Linked DNA regions of Astyanax mexicanus: region 1 is linked to region 2. The links are chromatin contacts, called in public Hi-C maps. All regions are on one chromosome and are shown on one strand. The core of a region is the stretch at or near the end of the contact, and the rest is flanking DNA. Distances in the headings are between cores, read along the strand shown. Region 1 holds the start of zgc:56231 (KISc_KIF23_like and GBP_C domain-containing protein). Region 2 holds the start of fastkd3 (FAST kinase domains 3).

What was found. A called contact is a pair of places that touch in the nucleus more often than the background predicts.
Region 1: a contact with region 2 is called in a Hi-C map of blood, with 3 times the contacts expected there. The contact joins the promoter of zgc:56231 here to the promoter of fastkd3 in region 2. A contact is called at or near these places in 2 of 3 Hi-C or Micro-C datasets (blood and muscle).

The regions. Positions count from the first base shown.
Region 1 is chr8:35,452,132-35,455,832 of AstMex3_surface, forward strand. zgc:56231 (KISc_KIF23_like and GBP_C domain-containing protein) reads right to left here and starts at 2,133. Exons shown (of 18, transcript XM_022677639.2): 1 at 1,729-2,133; 2 at 934-1,026; 3 at 723-842; 4 at 499-637; 5 at 1-48. The coding sequence starts at 1,851. It overlaps rps20 (ribosomal protein S20), which reads right to left. Exons shown (of 4, transcript XM_007231072.3): 4 at 3,388-3,642. The coding sequence ends at 3,460.
Region 2 is chr8:35,196,538-35,200,139 of AstMex3_surface, forward strand. It overlaps fastkd3 (FAST kinase domains 3), which reads left to right and starts at 1,409. Exons shown (of 7, transcript XM_007240033.4): 1 at 1,409-1,515.

The sequences.
Region 1 (3,701 bases), core at 883-3,382, 260 kb after region 2:
ACACCACCTCCAGAGCACGAGGCAGAATCCCAGGATCCTTTGGAGAACCTGCACACACCCATATGAAGAAGACCCTGATTCAACAGTTTGGAACCAATGTATCCCAGCTAAAAAAAAAAAACTAATTTGACTATGATAAAAACAAAAACAATTAGTAAAAGGATGTTTATTTTAGATTCTATTTAGATTGGAGAGATGCATTCCGAACCTCAAATTTGTATTAATTACAGATGGCGAATAAAAATCTACCAAAATTTTAACTGTTAACCAAATCTTTAGGTGCATGATTTACTAACTATGGTAAAAGGTTAAAAGACTAATTTAATGCAATTAAAACAAAATTAGCAAAATCGTTTTAACCATAAATTCTACATATAAACATCTGCATAACAAACATTTGATTCAAATGAGATGGACAACTCTAATATTTCGTGGCTGCAAGGTAAATTTTTAAGCAGAAATGCGTTTTTAAACAGAAAACAGCCTGAAAGCACATGCCTTGAATAGTATGAGTTTTTCCAGCGTTGGTCACTCCATAACTGAACACTAGCGCATTTCTGCCCTGCAGGAAGTCCTGCACTTGAAGTCTGATTGTTCCATCAAAGAACTCTGCCTGAGTCGACTCTGACCCAAAGATCTACACCAAAATACAAATTAAAATATATATTTTTTATACAAATTAGGCCAGTCACAAACACATACAATATTAAGAAAGGCTGCACCTTGGTGAAGCTGAACTTGTGAAGCTGCTGGCCGATTCCCTTCTCACTGCTCTTCATTGTGGCAGAACCTTTAGGAGCGTGAAGTGCAGCAGTTTGTGTGTTCTCCAGAACAACACAACCCTGACAGATAAGACAAAAAAGGACACACGCTACATGGGCTGCACATTCAATTAAGATTTAAGCAAAATAAGCAAGAGCAGTGTTCTCAAACCTGGTCTTCATTGTTGTTGAGCTCTTCTTTACTGAAAGGACGAACTCTGAGATACACCCGAAGTTGCTGCTCAGAACCATCTACAAACTCACTCTACACAGATGGCAGAGAGGAACACATTCAGGAAAATTCTTAGAAAGATGTTAAAAAAAAAAACACCTAATCCTTAAATGAAATAAAATTTCCCTTCATAGTACTTTTCATGTCTGATCTTTTTATTGTATCACTTTTAAACCCTCCTACACCTTTATTTTAGTTCTTTGTTTACCATTTTACTTTCTTATTAAAACTTGATTTTTGAAGTTCAGAAGAAGCATATTCAGAAGAAAAAAAAATATTAAATAAATACACACACACACACACACACACACACACACACGTTTTGACTTTAATTTATTGTGTTAATTACTTCAATTTAGGGAGATTGATTTCATCCAACTAAACAGGATAAGCAGTAGATTTGTGAGCATGCTGATCCTCCATGTACAACAAGCATAATAAACAGTTTTTAGTAAATAATGAAAACTGAAATGTTTTAACATACATATTTCTGTTGTCTATACAAGACACACAAGGCTGTACTATTTGATGGCTGTAAAAAAAATTGACTGCTGTAACAGTGGATTTTTAAAACATAAAAATAACATCACCGAATTGCATGAAATGACTAGGTGTAAAACACTTTTTTTACTTTAAAATGTATTCCTGAAACAAGAAAGGACATTTAAGACCCATTTAATAATAATTTGATAATTTTCAGTTTTTTTTAAGTCAGAAGAGTAGCAGAATGAATACCTGGGAGGTGATTGAGGAGAGTCCAGAAAGCTCTGGTAGAGAAGCGTGGTGAGGGTCACAGGCTGTAGACTCCATGGCCACAATCAGTGTGCCCTCATGAGTCAGATCAATATTAGCCGCCATAACTAAATAATAAAAAGAAAACCTTTACACTAAAATACACCAACCTCTGACCCGACTGTTCGTGTTTATATGAGCCTGCTGTTCTTACCAAACACACAAAACACGAGAGACTATAGAGAGAAATGTCACTGTACGAAGAGCCCTTCACCTCCCTCAGCTCCTCCGATACTGAATAAAACTGAATAAAAGCAGAAGGACAGATTTATTAAAACATATTAACTGGTTTAATAACAGGAATTAAACTGTCTGACAGTCAGAACGAGGCCGACCTCTGAAAACAGCTTTATCCACTTTCAGTGATGACCCGAAGCCCCGCCCTAAACAAGAAACCAACCAATCACATATTAGTTACAAAACACTCCACCAATCAGAGCCGAGAAACAATCAACTGCAGAGAGCAAATGGTACAACTAAGCTCTGCTGAGCTGAAACCACCAAACCAGTCCTGGTACAGAGCCCTGATCTCAGATCAGATCCCGCCGTGTTCTTTATACTTAATTTATTTTAATGTTTATTTATTTTTTGGCGTGTTTAGAACTGTTTATTTCCATGTTCGATCGTTTTATTTAACATGTTACTATTTCCCATTGTAAAACCTCAGAAATCTTTCTTACTAATTAAATCTTAATTGTATTAATCAGTTGGGGGGTTTTTTTTACGTTTTTTGTCTTTTTTCCTGTTGATTTTATCTGTAATTTTCTCTTTCTATCCCTGTTTATTGCAAATACTCTGCTACACTGAAAATAAAAGGTCATCCTCATGTTCCTTAAGAATTAAATTAAAGGGTGACTGATCTGATCACAGCCACAGATTCAAAGTTTTGTGAACAAAGGCTCAGTACTCAAAATAAAACTCCCTTAGATAAACACCAAAATGATTTAAATAAACTTAATAAAATCTCAGTTTATACATCAATAGGATAAGACATTTACGTGAATAGATGCTTCAATTGCATGTCAGGGTTCCCTTTCCACCATTTTAGTGAAATTGGTTGGAAACAGTTAAAAGTATGAACACTTACTGTTAAAATTTGAATAAGCAGGAAAATGTGTTGCCAATTTAATCCAACATTTCTCTTGGCTTTTCTAGAACAAAAAAAAAACATGCCTAAAGTGCACTAAGGCAGGCTGGTTCAGTGGTGACAGTAGCAGACTACTGGATATTAGGACTATTGCCAGTCATCAGCAACCAGTACCAATAGATCAATCCTTCAGACTGTACATCTCATTAGTAGTGGAGGAGAGGTCACAGGATGACAAGGGATGGGATGGCATATTAAAATGCAATACCTCTCCTTCTGCACTTTTTACTGTCTTTATTTTCGCCCACTATTCTTTGTGTACTGCATTTATAACTTTCCTGGGGGAACCCTTCTAAAGGGAACAAAATATGTAATTGTTTTGGAAAATTATATTTACCTCAAGATACTTCTAAAAACAAGCTAGTAATAAAATATTGCTGCAAATGATAACCCAAAGTTCATATTCAGCAATATTTCTATAGATCAGAGTGAAAAAGAACAAAACAGAAACCACATCAAATTCTAATTTCTTTATTGTGCTGACATGAGTTTGATCAAAGCAGCTCAATCTGGCAACACAAGGCAGTTTATGCGTCTGCGATGGTAACCTCCACCTCGACACCGGGCTCAATGCTGATGCTGGTGATCTGCTTGACAATCTCAGATGGGCTGTGAAGGTCAATGAGGCGCTTGTGGATTCTCATCTGAAACCTGTCCCAGGTCTTGGAACCCTCTCCACAAGGAGTCTTTCGGGTGGTGATGCGCAGGGTCTGTGAGGAGCACAAGACTGGGTTAGATCAAGGAACACACATTTGACCATTAACATACC
Region 2 (3,602 bases), core at 159-2,658:
TTGCAGTACTGCAGAGAACTTTAAAGCTTTTAAACTCCAGTTGTAAGCCTTTAAAAGTGTCTGTAACTGTTAGCATTAGCTTACCGATCAGTCAGCACACAGTAGCAATGATGCTAGTGTCTGTGGTAGAAAAATAAAAATACACTTTATTCTATTTTGTAAAATAGACATGATATTTTATTTAGATTTTAAGCTGTTTAGCTTCATTCACCCTTATTCATTGAAAATGAAAATATACAGATATGGTCTTTGCTTTTTTTAGCAGAATACTTCTACTTTCTAAAATGAAAGGGATTAGTTATAAGGTAATAAAGTAAAAAATGTGTAGCCATGACTTATTAAGTCAAGTCATTCAGTTATAGGGAGTATTTATTAAGTCAAAGAGACTAGATAATTAAGTTGTGGGAACAACATATTAGGGCGAGGGAAAGTAACGTAATTAAGTAGTGGGAACAAGAAAATTAAGTCGGGGGAAGACTTACTAAGGCGTGGGAATGAGATAATTAAGTTGTGGAGAGGACTTGTAAATTTATGGAGATGGGATAATTAAGTTGTGTGAAGGACTTCTTAAGTCATGGGGATGACGAATTAGGGCACAGGAAAAAATAGTTAAGTTGTGGCCACGACTTATTAAGGCATAGGTACAAGATAATTAAGCAGTAGAGAGGGCTTAATAAGTCATAGAAATTAAATAGTTAAGTGGTGGGGACAATATGATTAAATTGCGGGGACGACTTAAATTGTCATAATGAGATTATTAAGCTATGGGGATTACCTGTTAAGTCATTGAAACAAGATAATTAAGTCATGGGAAGGACTTATTAAATCAGGGGAACAAGATAATTAATTTGTGGGGATGACTTAGTAAGCTATGGGGACAAGATAGTTAAGTCGTGGGGAACAAGACAGTTAAGTCGTGGGGATGATTTATTAAGGCCAGGACCTAGGTAGCTTCTTCCCACACTTTCATAAGCCATCTCTGTTACTTAAATACCTCCTTCCCACACCTTAATGAGTCCTCCCCACAACTTAATTATCTCATTCCCACGCATTAATACGTTTTTTTTTAAAGAATATCACCACTCACATATTACTTTTTGTTTGGAAAAAAATGCATGTGTTCCTGTAGAGCTTAAATGTCTTCAATATTAAATTTAGAATTAAAAAACTTGAAAATAGAAAGAAGGAAACCACATTAAATAAGAGGAGATGTGTCCAAACGTTTGACTGGTACTGTATGCTGTGTATGTTTAAATTCATAAACGAAGATAACTAGTCAACAATCCTGTTGCGCCTATGTTTTAACTAGGATGGTCAAGTGCACTAAACACAAAGCAGTGCACTAGATACAATGGGAACACTGCACATTTCAGTTGTAGCTCCTCCCACACAAGCCCAGCTCAACCAATCGGGTATCTGCGGCCCGCGGACATGCGCGGTGTTTACAGAACGTGTCGGAGCACACGCCGAGTCACGGCGACACAGCGGGAAGTGACGATTATGTGTTATGGAGAGGTATTGTAGCTGTGTTACATTATACTATAACTAATAATCAGTTAGATATTAATTGATAAGTGTGTGTTTATGTCTGATTAGTAATAGTGATTAGTACTGAGAGGACTGCGTGTAGCTCCACGTGCCGTACTCAGTTTAGCTGCAGAGGGCAGAGCAGGATCTGCGGTTTCATAAGGTGCTGTTAGGAGTTTAAAGTCCCTTTGGTTTGTGCTGTTGTGATATGATATATGATATTTTACATATTTAAAAGCGTATTATAGTTTTATAGAGAGTTTCATGTGCTTTATATCTGTGTTGGCTGTCAGCTGTTACTTTTACCTTAAAGTAAAATCACGATATTACACAAAAATGTTTTTAAAAAGAGCTCGTTTTACATTTTTACTATTTTTATGTTGTTTAGTTTTTTACTTTATTGCCATAAGCACACATTAACAGGCAATTAACCTTACATGACTAATTGACCTTGAGGTTGGGCTTCACTTGACATCTATGTATGTACATGAAATAACCTCTTACATGGATATGATACTTATACACACATCTACCTATTATTTTAAAACAAACACACAAACCACATATACTTCCTAACCAAGGTAATTAGGAAGGTAACTTTTATTTTAATTAAAAATCTTAAATTCGTACATGGTTGATTTTTTTTGTGCCTATTGAACAATTGAGGGAGGAATAGACTTCTTCCAGTTATTAGTGATCATTTTTTTTTCAAAATATGCTTTACGTAGCCTTGGTCTGTGGTGACCATGTGTTCAGGCTGCATTTCCAATATGAACAATAATGGATCCAGTGGCATGTCAGTTTCCATGATTTCCTTCAGTTCTTCTTTAATATTTTTCGAAAATATGTGGGTGTGATCTCAAACCATACCACAGTTTCTCCAGCAGTTGTTGTTAGAATTGTTTCTAAAAACACAAACTGTTCTAAAAAACGTTTATCCTTCCAATCAAATTCTTTCCATAGCTGTCTCTCGACCCCCATATGACATTTCAAACATACATTTTCCCGACCTTCTTCGCCCACAATTGTATTAAACTCTAGTTCCCATTGAGCTTTAATGTATAAAGTGATATATGATAAGATCAATCATCAGATTTTTATAAGTATAATATAATAAATAAATATATAATATTGCTTTTGTTATTGATGTAGAATGCTCCGACATGCCGAAATGTATAAAATGTATTTCTGTATTGGTTGGTTTTGTTTTAATATTTTCCCTATCTCTATTTTTTTTGTGATGTGTCTGTTTCTTTTATAATTTTATAATAAATTTCAAATTGTTATACCATTTTCTCCCCAATTTACATGACCAATTACCCAATTAGGACTCCCCTTATCACTAGTGATGCCCCAACACCAGGAGGGTGAAGACACGTGCCTCCTCCGGTATATGAGAAGTCAGACTTCACCTCTTTTTGAATTGCTGCTGGTTCAGCATTGTCGAGTAGCTCGGAGGAAAGCGCAGCGACTCGGTTTTCTGATACATCAGGTTACATACGCCTTGTGCTGACCGAAATCCCACTAGGAGTAGAAGGCCAATTGTGCTCTCTGGGCTTCGTCAGCCAATGGCAAGCTACATGAACAGGATTCAAACCGGCGATCTCCTGATCATAGTGCCAGCGGTGAGCCCGCTGAGCCGTAATGTCTAATTCGAAAAAGATCTGTATAGGTCACTTATTAGTTTTTTTTTTTGTGCATTGAAAACACTTCTTATAATATTATTTTCATCCCTTGGTTTTGTCTTATTATTATCAGATGTGTGTAAATTATCTTTGTTCTGACTGGTTGACCTATATTTACCTTTCTCAAATTATTGATCGCTTTTAACTTTAGACTTATTGTGACAGATTAAACTGCTGTATTATGAATTCATGGATATATGTAAATGTGTAATTTATGTATTTAGGTATTACAGTTTTTTTATTTTATTTATATACAGTTTTTCAGCTGCTGTTCAATGAAAAATTTGTATCTCAATTTTTGTTGTATTTTTTTTGTAATGAAACCTGTAGCTGCTCTGTACAAATAATGTGTAAATAATTCAGAAAAAATAGACCAATAGACATGCTTTA